Regions from separate parts of the Bos taurus genome. Here region 2 is linked to region 1. The links are chromatin contacts, called in public Hi-C maps. All regions are on one chromosome and are shown on one strand. The core of a region is the stretch at or near the end of the contact, and the rest is flanking DNA. Distances in the headings are between cores, read along the strand shown. Region 1 overlaps MREG (melanoregulin). Region 2 holds the start of MREG (melanoregulin).

Region 1 (6,652 bases), core at 2,837-5,336:
CTCTTTCCTCCTCTCCCCACTGGCCCCTTGCGCTGGGACCCGGTTGCTGGGCAGTGAGGGGGGTGTGGTCCAGGGTGTGGAGAGCAGGGCAGGGCCTGTCTGTCCTCTGGATCCTAGTGGCCCTGCCAGAGCCGCTTCAGGAGTGAAAGTCCCTGCATTATGTTCCCTTTCTTTCTCTGTGTCCCAGTTTCCACATTGGTGACAGGGAAGGGCCATGGAGTGAGCTAAATTTGGGCCTAATTGGTGCAGCTTAGGATACTGGGAGAAGCCTGGGTTAAGGAGTCAAAGAGACTTGGGTTGAAATTTTAGGTTCCCTACTTAACAGCTGTGAGGTCGCAGCTGAGTTGTTTAACCTCCCAGGGTCTCACTTAACACACTTCTAGAAAAGGATCCACAAACCCAGCTCATCAGATTTTCTAATGAAAACAAGGACACATGTGGAGTGCTCAGGACAGGGCCTGCCTCACTGTCTAGCCTCAATATCTATTGTTATTTAAAGAGACTTATGTGAAAAGTACGTTTCAAATGTCAGCTGCTTGATCAGCACACAGCAGGAGAGGTGAATGGGTTATTTTGTTTTATTTCATCTTTCTTGAATTTATTCTGCTTCCCCAAAATATGGGGATCAAAATACCTTGATTATATAAAACTCCCTTGTTGAGAATCCACATGGAGTAGAACTCATGTGGCTTTTTCTGATAAAATTTAGTGCTGCTTTCCAGATTCAAAGCAGGCACTCAGTCATCAGCAGAAGGTGGCCTTTCTGTGAATTGTCATTTTCATTTGGGTTCAGCCAGCCCACTGGGCGCCTGCTGTGTGCAGAGGACTGTGTACGGCATGGATGAATCCAGACTCTTGTAACCTCAAAGCCCACAGTCTAGAAGTGAAAGAGATGTTACAAGTGCCTGGATGACAACATGTGTGCTCAGTTGCATCAAACTCTTGGTGACCCCATGGACTGTAGCCCACCAGACTCCTCTGTCCATGGAATTCTCTGGGCAAGGATACTAGAGTGGATTACCATTTCCTTGTCTAGGAGATCTTCCTGATTCAGGGATCGAACTCATGTCTCTTGTGTCTCCTGCATTGACAGGCAGATTCTTTACTGCTGACCCACCTGGGAAACCCCTATATGACAATATCTTGACAGTAAATAACTCTACAGCAGTTCCCATAAAGGGGCCGAGGAATTTCAAAAGAAGCAGCAGTTCCTTTGAGCTGTAAGAAAAGCAAAGCCTTCTCAAGGTGGCGGCATTTGGCTGTGCCTGGAAGTTCAGTTCAGTTCAGTTGCTCAGTTGTGTCCGACTCTTTGCGACCCCATGAACCTCAGCACGCCAGGCCTCCCTATCCATCACCATCTCCCGGAGTCCACCCAAACCCATATCCATTGAGTTGGTGATGCCATCCAACCATCTCATCCTCTGTCGTCCCCTTTTCCTCCTGCCCTCAATCTTTCCCAGCATCAGGGACTTTTCCAGTGAGTCAGCTCTTCGCATCAGGTGGCCAAAGTATTGGAGTTTCAGCTTCAACATCACTCCTTCCAATGAACATCCAGGACTGATCTCCTTTAGGATGAACTGGTTAGATCTCCTTGCAGTCCAAGGGACTCTCAAGAGTCTTCTCCAACACCACAGTTCAAAAGCATCAATTCTTTGGTGCTCAGCTTTCTTAATACTCCAACTCTCACATCCACACATGACCAATGGAAAAACCATAGCCTTGACTAAACGGACCTTTGTTGACAAAGTAATGTCTCTGCTTTTTAATATGCTGTCTATGTTGGTCATAACTTTCCTTCCAAGGAGTAAGCGTCTTTTAATTTCATGGCCGCAGTCACCATCTGCAGTGATTTTGGAGCCCAGAAAAATAACGTCAGCCACTGTTTACACTGTTTCCCCATCTATTTGCCATGAAGTGATGGGACCGGATGCCATGATCTACAATTTTCTGAATGTTGAGCTTTAAGCCAACTTTTTCACTCTCCTCTTTCACTTTCATCAAGAGGCTTTTGAGTTCCTCTTCACTTTCTGCCATAAGGGTGGTGTCATATGCATATCTGAGGTTATTGATATTTCTCCCGGCAGTCTTGATTCCAGCTTGTGCTTCCTGCAGCCCAGCATTTCTTGTGATGTACTCTGCATATAAGTTAAATAAGCAGGGTGACAATATACAGCCTTGATATACTCTTTTCCTATTTGGAACCAGTCTGTTGTTCCATCTCCAGTTCTAACTGTTACTTCCTGACCTGTATACAGGTTTCTCAAGAGGCAGGTCAGGTGGTCTGGTATTCCCATCTCTTTCAGAATTTTCCACAGTTTATTGTGATCCACACAGTCAAAGGCTTTGGCATAGTCAATAAAGCAGAAATAGATGTTTTTCTGGAACTCTTTTGCTTTTTCGATGATCCAGTGGATGTTGGCAATTTGATCTCTGGTTCCTCTGCCTTTTCTAAAACCAGCTTGAACATCTGGAAGTTCACGGTTTACGTATTGCCGAAGCCTGGCTTGGAGAATTTTGAGCGTCACTTTACTAGCGTGTGAGATGAGTGCAATTGTGAGGTAGTTTGAGCATTCTTTGGCATTGCCTTTCTTTGGGATTGGAATGAAAACTGACCTTTTCCATTCCTTTGACCACTGCTGAGTTTTTCCAAATTTGCTGGCATATTGAGTGCAGCACTTTCACAGCATCATCCTGGAAGACAGGGTAGGATTTAGATGACAGTAGAATGTGGTCAGAGGCAGACAGGGTCAAGATGGAGAGCCTGTCTGGGACTGACACTGCTTTTTCAGTAAGTGGTACCCACTGGAGTTCTCTGTGAGAGAAATGACCCAGTCTGACCTTTAGGAAGATAGCTGGTTGGGAGGAGACTGGAGTAGTTAGCTTCTGGAAGCAGAGGGACCTTTACTGGAGCTGTTTAGGCCAATGAAGGCTGAGACAGTGGCGATAGATATGAGAGGAATCTTGTGACAGAGGCAGAAGGACCAGGACTGGGTGACTGATTTGGATGCGTTGAGAAGGTGGGCTGGAAGGGAAGTGAGCGGTAGATGGCCACGTTGGGAGTGTCAGAGGGCCTGTGCTGGCTTGATGGAGGCCGGTGGGGAGTCAGACTGGGCTCTGTCCAGTGGCCGGGTCAGCCACCCGTCCATGTGGAGGCATCTGACAGAAAGGGGACAATAGAAACCTGGACCTGGGGCTTGGGTTCAGGGCCCCAGAAGGAGGCCTGGGCGTCACCGGCCGAGAAGTAGTGACAGCAGAGGTGGGGCGTTAGAGGAAATCATCCAGGTAGGTGGAAGGGGAAAGACCCGACACAGAGCCTTGGGAGAGGACCACACAAGAAGAGGCAGAGGAGGAAGAAGACCGGCAGAGGGAGGGAGGAGAGTGAGGAAGTGGAGCTGGAGGAGGCACTTTAGAGGCAGGGAGTCTGAACCTCTGACCTCCTGCTGGCTGACTCCAGGCAAGAACCAGACCTTTCTACTGCCGTATGGGGGGACTAATGTCCACCCTACCCCACCAGGTGTCCTGAAGGGCACTTAGTAGATGCTTATTGCTTCTTTCCCGTAGAGACCTGGGGAGGCATGGGAAGAAGTAGGGTGGGGGGCACATCAGCATCCTATGCTTTAGGAAAGGACACTCCTGTTGGGTTACTCCTGAGCTGAGGAGGTGGGGGACGGACCTTGGCACTTGCCGTGGGTAGCAGGTCTGAAAAGCTGATAGCCAGGCGCTGATGAGTAAGGGGATGAGGAGGAAGAGAGAAGGCTCTGGAAGCTCCCTTTGAAACCACGTAGCCAAGAAGGGAGGGTGGACAACCACGTGGCATTAGAGGAAGCAGGGTAAAGAGAAGGGCGTCTTGGTAGTGCGTCACTGAAACCCTCTGACCTCTCAGGAAGAGGGAGCTAGTTCCTGGCAGAAATCCATTTCTTGGATTTGGCATCTGGGGTTGAAGCGTTCGGGTGTTTGTTCAGAGATGCCAGCCGATGCACTCTGGAAGGAAGAAGTCTGTCACGTGAGCCAGGGAAACTGTGGTTGGTCTTGTGAGCCCGTTGGGGCCCCGGCCGGGTTTCTGAATTAGATGTCCTGTGACCCAGTCATCTTGAAAGCCTGGGAGGAGAGGGCTGCCGGCTTTCCAGGGACTTTTCCAAGGGAAGGGAGACAGTGTGACCTGTCTCCTTCTGAAATGAGTGATGGGGCTTCAAGGGAAGAGCAAAGGAAGTATCCAGTAGGTAGATGAGTCTAAGAACCTTGGGGCCTTTCTCAGTTTCGAAGCCTAGTTTCAGAAAAGTGTGGGCAGTTTCTCAGCTGTCTCTGCCTTGCAGACAAGCACAGCCCGATCCCAGACATTGACCTTTTCTCCTCTGTCCTCGGAATCTCAGACCTTGGCTTCTGCCACCCTCACTGCCCACCCCATCTGCATCTTGAAGGGAGTGGTTTTGCCTTTGTCTCACTCCTCAGAGGTGACAGTAGCCAGGTGGACAGGAGGGTGTGGGAGAGGGGTAGTTGAGGGGGTTGAGGTCCCTCCACCTGCTCTGAGGAGGGGAGACGGAACGGAAGTCCCCAAAGGAAGGACTCCCAGGGAGTCAACCCTTGAGAAGGATGTTCTTGCGTGGCTGCATTCTTGCCTAAAGCCTGGTGATACTTTGCTTTTAGAAAAGTTCTTTTTTCTTCCATGATTTTAATTGTGTTTTCTCTGTTCCTCCTTCAGGTTGACCTCTGTTCTAATCATCTGCTCTTTTGTCTTTAACTGCCTTCTTACCTTGCTCATGCACCAACTCCTCCCCACACCCCCCACCTCCCAGCACTTTCCTGTTTGAAGAGACAGGGTAGACAGTGGCTATGCATGTTGGCCCTACAACCAGACTGCCTGGGTCAGAAATCTCAGCTCCTTATCTACTAGTGTGTACACCTGGGCAAGTACTTCATCTCCCTGAGCCTCAGTTTCCTCATTTTTCAAATGTTATAATAATATCCATCTCATTGAGACTTCCCTGGTAGCCCAGTAGCTAAAGCCTTGCGTTCCCAATGCAGGGGGCCAGGGTTTCGATCCCTGGTCCAGGAACTAAATCCCAGACACTGCAACTAAGAGTTTGCGTGCCACAGCTAAAGATCCTGCTGCAAATAAGATCCAAATAAATTAATAAAAATATTTTAGAAAATCCATCTCATACATGTCATATTATGAGAATTAACTAAATAAATACATATAAAGAGCTTAGAGTAGTACCTGGGAAGTTATAGGTACTCTGTCAATATTATCTATCTATATCTGTCTACTGTCTGTCTGACTCTCTTTTTTTGTAAATGCCTTCAAATCCTTTTCTAATTTTTCCAGGTGACACAGAAGGAATATATTATGTTGAAAGAGCCTACAGAAGTTATATTTCTAGAAATGATAAATTATATAGTGTATTTTCACCGTGCTGTGTGCTTAGTCGTTCAGTCGTGTCTGACTCTTGGCGACCCCATGGATTGTAGCCCACCAGGCTCCTCTGTCCATGGGGATCCTCGAGGCAAGAATACTGGAGTGGGTTGCGGTGCTTGCCTCTAGGGATCTCCCAAACCCAGGGATTGAACCCAGGTCTCTTGCATTGTAGGTGGATTCTTTACTGTCTGAGCCACCAGGGAAGCCCCTAAAGTACAGCAGCTATCACATGGAGCTCCAGTGATGGAGAGCCCATTCTCTTAGAAAACCTTCATCCTGGGTGGAAAGTCCCATCTAATATCGATCTTTCTGTGGCTTCCACTAACACGAACAAGTCTTACTGGAACAAGGAATAAATAAAGTTATTAGTTCTTGTTATTAGGAGCAAATAAAAATGCACCCAACTCTTAGGTTGAAAAAAGTCAACATAGCCAAAGGACCAGATGCAGGGACGTGTCTTTTGCATGAACTGCTGCTAATAAATTTCAACTTGTAGATTTTATATCATAGGCCTTATTTGTTACAGGTTTCAAGCCTTGATTCTTACATTCCCTGTGTTAGTCATCTCTGCTACTTTTGTGAACTTTGACCCCATACAGTACCTGATGAAAATGATGGCTAAGCTCAGAAACCAAGCCCTTTCCTGTGTCACTAAAAACCTTCCTCCAAGCTGACGTCAACAGCTTTGAATGCTCTTCAGTAGCTTGAAGACTACCTTAGTCTGTGTTATCCACTTCACATTTCTCTGTGAAAAGCAAGCATGAGAGAATCCGTTAGAGGCTTGTTAAAATGCAGATATTCCTCCACCCCCATATATCACATGTCTTTCTTACTTATCTACCTGCAGAATGAAAGAAAATGAAATGGGAGAAGCAGTCAATATATATATTTTTTAAATATCTTTTGGAAACTCCATTTTGAATAGAAAGTAGCATAAGATGATACGAATTGGTGAAAATTGAAAGGAAAGAGATAGCAGTTACAATATTCAAAGAATTCATTTTATCAAAAAGCTATCACTTTCAAGTAAAAGTATTTGACTACTCTGCACCTTGTAGTTCCTTGAGTTAGATGTTTAATATTAGCAATATAATGTTGTTATAACTACAGTCGTATGGAGTCTTCTTTTAATGTGGATGTTGAGTTGAAGTGGGAATTCCCATAGGGATATACACAGTGTATGATACATGTTGGTACTTGGGGCAATATAGCTCTTCCATCTTTCTCTGTCTCTCA
Region 2 (6,881 bases), core at 420-2,919, 57 kb before region 1:
CCATAGTATTGGTGGTTGTCTAGGGAAATATACTTTCAGATGTGGCCAGTCAGAGTGTGAATTGGAATTACCTCTTTGGAGGGCAATTTGGCAAGATCCAGGCTTCCCTGGTGGCTCAGATGGTAAAGCATCTGTCTGCAATGCAGGAGACCCGGGTTTGATCCCTGGGGTGGGAAGATGCCCTGGAGAAGGAAATGGCAGCCCACTCCAGTACTCTTGTCTAGAAAATCCCATGGACGGAGGAGCCTGGTAGGCTACAGTCCATGGGGTTGCGAAGAGTCAGACACAACTGAGCGACCTCACTTCACTTCACTTTTTGGCAAGATCCATCAAAAATTAAAAAGGCATCTTACCTGTGACCTAGAAATTCAACTGCCAAATATTTATTCAAGAGATATACATGTCCAAACACATAGTTCAAGGATATTTACTGCAGCATTATTTTAATAATAAATGGCTGTAATGAACTTGTTATTCATCCATTGGCATCTGGTTAAAAAAACATAAGGGCATCAACTACATAAATGCAACTGTTAAAGATCATAGAGAAGAAGTTCTTCATGTGCTGGTGGGACAGTCTGTGTTGTAAACTGAGTGAAAAAAGCCAGGGACAGAAATGTGTGGAGTATGGCACTGAGTATAAAGGGAAAAGGCTATGGGTGCCTATACTTACATGTTTGCATAAGCATTAAGTGTATGTGTGTGTGTGTTTAAAATCTGGAAAATAGTCAAAAAATTCAGTCGCAGTCAACTCTTTGGGACCCCATGGACTGTAGCCCCCCAGTCCCATGGACAGGGCCCCTGTCCGTGGGATTTCCCGGCAAGAATCCTGGAGTGGGTTGTCATTTTTTCCTCCAGGGGATCTTCCTGACTCAGGAATCCAACCTGGCTCTCCAGCCTCTCCTGCACTGGCAGGCGGATTCTTTACCACTGAGCCACTGGGGAAGTCAAAAAGCTAATGACAGAGGTTGCCTTTTTTTCAGAAAATTATTCAAGGGCTGGGTGACTTGTAAACAATTTTTTAAAATTCGTTGTGAACGTTGTACTTAAAAAGCTCACTTCTATAATGCATGAATCCATTTTTGCTAACTTTTACCCCGTGTGGCGCTGACAGGCTAAAAATATGCCCTAACCTCTGCTTTGAAGGCAAGGGGTGGGGGTGGGAAGGAGGACCTTTTATTTCCTCGGGCAGTGAAGCCAATAAAACGTGTGAATAGATCCAGCCCAACCTCGTGCTCTGTGACTCGGGGGCGGGCTCCTCCCTCCCCCAGCCCCATCCCCAGCTGCGCCCTCGGATTCTGCCATCTGGCGGCTGGAGTCCCGGCTTCCTCCTTAGAGGGCAGCAGCGGAGCGTCTCGGGGACGCATGCGCCCCAATTTGCGCCCGGGGAATTAAAGAGCGAGAAGAAAAGCCCCAACGAAACCCGCGCCCCAAACAAAACCCAAGTGGAGGAAAGCGCGCGGCTCCGCAGCTCCGGGGCAGCGGAGGCGCCTCCCGCCTCGCTCGCGTCCCCGGCCGCGGCGGGATGCGCACGGACCGACCCGCGACGCCCCGGCCGCCACTGTGCCCGCACCTGGACGCCGGTCGGGTGGCCGCGCCCCAGTCGCGCTCGCTCGCCGCCGCGGCTCCCCCAGAGTGGCCCGGCGCCGGCGGGGCACCTCGCTCTCCATGGGGCTGAGGGACTGGCTGAGGACCGCGTGCTGCTGCTGCCCTTGCAAGTGCCTGGAGGAGCCCGCCGTGCCGGAGAAGGAGCCTCTGGTCAGGTGGGTGCCGCGCACGTCCCGGCCGTAATCTGGGGCTCCCTGGCCGCCGCCGGGCATCACGGACTCGGGGTTCCCGTGTGCTCCTCTGAGCTGGGGAGGTGCGCTTGTTTTAAGCTCACACGGAGGCACAGACTAAGCCCCTTGGTTCCTTAAAGAAGATCCTGGTCCTTGGGGGTTGTTCCTTGGGTAAAGTTTTTGCCAGAATGCACAAATTCTTGGAGGCGCCTGGGACCCAAGAAGATGTGTGTGGGAAACGGCAAGAGCTCGGGTGCAGTTCCCCGGGCAGAGAACTACCGGAGAGAAGTTTGCACAGGGGTCCTATTAAATACAACTGTGATTGTCTGTTTCATAGGCATGTTTCAGTGAAATGGGCGACTGTGAATTTCTTTCACCCAGGAAAAAAGTTACTCAATTTTATTAGGAAGAGAAGACATTTACAGTGACGGAGAGCAAGGAAATATTTTTTACATTAAAAAAAGTACATATTTTTCTCAGGGGACACTGGAACGTTGATTCATGACAGATTAAGCTATTAAGTGTGAGGAAATTAATGCAAGTTAGCAATGCGCTAAGGGCCTTTGTGAAGGGACCATACAACACGGCTTTGTTCAGGGCTGTGATTGTAAGCAATTATTTTATATCTTGACTGCTGAAATCAAGGTTTCATTTCGGCATGACTTGGGGGTAGGTAGGTTAGAAACAAAATATTTGAAATGAAATTAGGAAATAGTAGGTGAGGCAAAATTCCAGGGTTTCGTAGGCAAAAACATGGAAGCCAGTGTTTCTTATGAAATATGCAACTAATATGATAAAGCTTTCACAACTTTTTAAAAACACGATTTACCTTTTCTTACTCTGTCAAGTCCAAACACTCCCCATGACTTTTGAGATCTTACATAACCCCTTCCCTCCTGTCCACTCCTGTTTTCCGGTATATTACACGCTGTGCACTCTTTGATTTAATCAGACAGGCATCCTTACTGCTCTAGGAACAATCTAAGCTTCTTATTCCCTCCAAGCTTGTTCAAAGTGGTGACCTTTATTTTTCCTGCCTGTTCTTAAATGGTAGTTTTCAAGTCCCCCTCAGTCAGTCGGTCTTTGATTTTTTCGTCCTTATTCATCTTTCTCGCCTATGACTTAGGGTTTAGAACTTGCTATCTGCTCCTCATGGTTTAGTGAGCACATATATACATAAACATGTATGTCCTGTTTGCTTTCTGTGTATAATATACACACCATACACAATGTTTTTGTTTGCTCCTGCAATGGTGTTCCCACTTCGATTATTAGATTGTTGTGGGTAGGGAGAAACCCAGTAATCTACCCCTAGTCTTAAAATAGTGGATCAGTTCAGTTCCGTCGCTCAGTCGTGTCCGACTCTTTGCGACCCCATGAATCGCAGCACGCCAGGCCTCCCTGTCCATCACCAACTCCCGGAGTTCACTCAGACTCGCAGTCTGGAATTTCAGGCTTGGATTATACCCTCAATTTGTCAATATTCATAATAACTTGAAATAACAGCCTTCAGCTTGGTCTCATTCTCAGAGCCTTGGGTCTTTCCAATATTCTGTTGGGAATTGCTATTTAAGATAATAGTTTTGGTTGTCTTAAAAAATCTCAACCCTCTCCTGCCTTGGTTTACATTGTAAGTCAGAGAATTTTCAAGTGATTTTAAGGCTTTAGAGTCAGTTGAGGCAGAATAGCATGGTTCTCATGAGCCAGATTGCCTGGGGTTAAATTCCAGCCTGGGTGACCTGGCACAAGTTATGAAACTTTTTGTGCTTTAATTTCCTCATATGTAAAACGGGAATGATAATAGTATGTACCTCAGAAGGATGCAGTGTATAGATACCTGCATGTTCTTTCCTGCCCAAATCATTAGAAGGTCTAGATTGAAATCTTTTTTAAATGTGAAATTCAGTGCTTTTTAATACATTCACAAAGCTGTGCAGTCATCAACACTCTTAACTCCGGACATTTTTCATCACTCCAAAAAGAAGCACTATACTCATTGGCAGTCACTTGCTGCCCTCCCCTCCCTGCCCACTCCCTGCCATCCCCCAGGCCCACAGTCAACCACGAATCTACTTTTTGTCTTTAGAGATTTACTTCTTCTGGACATTTTGTATAAACGGAATCCTTCAATGTGTGGCCTTTTGCATCTGACTTCTTTCACTTAGCATAATGTTTTCAAGTTTCATCTGTGTTGTAGGTTTATCAGCACTTAACTCTTTTTATTGTTGGATAATATTCCAGTGCATAGATGTTTTACATTTTATTTATCAATTGATAGATATTTGGGTGATTCCCACTTTTTGGCTTTTAAAATAATGCTTCTGTGAACATTAGTGTACACATTTTTGTGTGGACGTATGTTTTTGATTCTCTTGGGTATACACCTAGAAGTGGAATTGCTAGGTCACATAGTAAATTTTACATTTTAACTTTCTGAGTTGCTGCCAGGCTGTTTTCCAAAGTGACTGGTTTGAAATCTTGACGTGGTGAAGTCATATGGCCAGATGGTCTTAATTTTTATTTTATTAAGAACTTCATTCTTCATGTCATTTTTTTTTCATTTATAAAAAAAAGATTTTGTACAGACATTGCCTGCCCTCAGCTGAATCCTTTATTCCATCATAAAACAGTGGTTATCAGGCTTTATGTCATACCCCAAGGCAATAGTGCTGGAAGAGGTATGGTCGAAAGGAAGACATTCGTCACTTGTGTGCGTGGTCACCTGCAGTCCTTTCCCAAAACGGACCAGGGAACCTCATTAGTTCAGCAAAACTAGTTTTTAATCTCAGCTCCTATGCCAATCTGACATTGCCGCTTGTGGTTTTTAAGAAATATTTATTGATTTATTTGGCTGCGTTGAGTCTTAGTTGGGGCACACAGACTTGGAAGTTGTGGCAATGCATGGGTTTTGCTGCCCCGCAGCATGTGGGATTCCAGTTCCCTGACCAGGAACCCAACTGGTGTCCCCCACATTACAAGGCAAATTTTTAACCACTGGACCACCAGGAAAGTCCCTGTGTTTTTGATCTTGCTTTGTTTGCGTTTTCTGGAATTTTGGACCTAAAGGGAATGGCTGTCAGTTGTCTGGCTTGCATCTATATTTTTCTCTGTCCCATGAGTTCTTTCTTTGCCCTTTCTCTTGAAGTATGCTGGGGCCTCCCCTGACTATAAATTCATCCCCATGTTGCTGTTTTCTTTAGCTGGCATCCTCTGCTTTCCCTTGTGTTGGGCGCAGATGTCTTTAAAGTGCAGTCAATTGTACCCCCACCTCCTCCTTCACCTCCCACTCATCATGAGATCTGGTTCCTTCCCCTGCATGACTACATGAGAACTCTTCTCTTGAAAGTTACAAGAGAAAGAAATCTGCTGTTCTTTTCTCGGTGTACATGGAGTGCCCCTGTGCTGACCATCCAGGCCTGATTTCCTATTTCCTCCTTCTCTGGCCTCTGATTTCTCATTCTCTCGTCTCTGTGCCTGTGATCCATCTAATCCTGCTGGTTTCCCTTCTGGTGTTGCTGTCAATGGCATAATTGTTAGCTAGACATCTTTTTGTTTGCTCTACTGTGGAACATTCTGCTTGGTTTTTAAGGTCCATTTCAGTTGCCGCCTATATGATGAAGTCTTAGAAAGTCTCCCCAGACAGTTATGGTGTCTCTTTTTTTTCTGTTTACCCCTCAAGTCCCTTACTGCACTCTCCCTGGTATTATTTCACTTGTAAGGTGGGGGCTGTGACCCCTGTCAGACTGTAGATTTTAATCTAGATTGGGGGGGATGAATCTTACTACTTTAGCATCCCCTGTTGTGTCCAGCACAGTCCTCCACGTGGAGTCAGAACTGAATAAATACTTTTTGATTAATAAAAATTATAATAGCTGTTAATTTATGAATTTCTTCCTATGTGTAATTTTAAAAAATATATTTGGAACAAAATGTTATAAAGGATAACAGAACAGATACCCACATACCAGCACCCACCTTAAAAAAAAATTAACAGTAGAGTGGAACCCCCCTGTGTATCCATCCATGACTGCATTGTCCTTGTCCTGCATAAGTAACCTCTACACCAAATCTGTATTTAGCATTCTTAAGCTTATATAAATGGCGCATACTATACTGTGCTATTGTATAAGGTTTTTTACATGCATTCTGTCATTTGTTGCTATGGGAAAGATTACAAGCCATGCATTCTATCCTCTGTCACTGTGGGAAAGATTGAAGGCAGAAGGAGAAGGGGGTGGCAGAAGATGAGATGGTTAGATAGCATCACTGACTCAGTGGACGTTAATTTGAGCAAACTCCAGTTTTTTTCAGTAGTCATCTGTGGATGTGAGAGTTGGACCACAAAGAAAGCTGAACACTGAAGAATTGATGCTTTTGAACTATGGTGCTAGAGAAGACTCTTGAGAGTCCATTGAATAGCAAAGGAGATCAAACCAGGATCTAAAAATTGAAATCAACCCTGAATATTCATTGGAAGTCCTGATGCTGAAGCGGAAGCTCCAATACTTTGGCCACCTGATGTGGAGAGCTGACTCATTGGAAAAGACCCTGATGCTGAAAGATTGAGGGCAGGAGGAGAAGGGGGCGACAGAGGGTGGGATGGTTGGATGGCATCATCGACTCAACGGACATGAGTTTGAGCAACCTCTGGGAGATAGTGGACAGGGAAGCCTGGCGTGCTGCAGTTAATTAGTTAAATGAGGTCCCAAAGAGTCAGACACGACTTAGCCACTGAACAGCAATAGTGACCAGATAAAATAGGTGTTATTTATTCCTCATTTTATAGGGAAGGAACTCAGGGCTTAGAGTGTTTAAATAATTAGTTCACAGTCACAACTGGTAAGTTGGAGAGTCAGAATTTGAATCCATGTCTGTTTGACTTCAGAGTTTATTCCTTGCATTGCAGAAAATTTAGAAAGCTACCAAACAGTTTCCAAATTGAACTGATGGTGTTTATATCCTAGACACTGGTAGATGTCACTAGCTTTAGCTCCTGCCCATGGTGACTCTTTGCTCCTTTTCCTTTCTTCTTTGTCCTTCCTTAGTTTAATTCTTCTGCCTGGATGCAGGGGCAACCTCACCTTGAGAGCCAAGCCCAGGGGG

Evidence for each region. Hi-C and Micro-C count contacts between places; a contact is called where the count stands out from the background.
Region 2: a Hi-C map of an unstated tissue shows a contact between it and region 1, with 3 times the contacts expected there. The contact joins the promoter of MREG here to the enhancer-like site in region 1. A contact is called at or near these places in 2 of 11 Hi-C or Micro-C datasets (skin fibroblasts and an unstated tissue).

What each region holds. Positions count from the first base shown.
Region 1 is chr2:103,979,500-103,986,151 of ARS-UCD2.0, reverse strand. All of the region lies in intron 2 of MREG (melanoregulin), which reads left to right. Among named protein-coding and RNA genes, the nearest start is that of MREG, 56 kb to the left of the region's middle. Within about 2 kb of position 4,086, at least 6 of the 102 cell types and tissues checked have an H3K27ac peak or open chromatin away from gene starts, as enhancers often do.
Region 2 is chr2:104,033,510-104,040,390 of ARS-UCD2.0, reverse strand. It overlaps MREG (melanoregulin), which reads left to right and starts at 1,669. Exons shown (of 5, transcript NM_001192953.1): 1 at 1,669-1,763. The coding sequence starts at 1,669.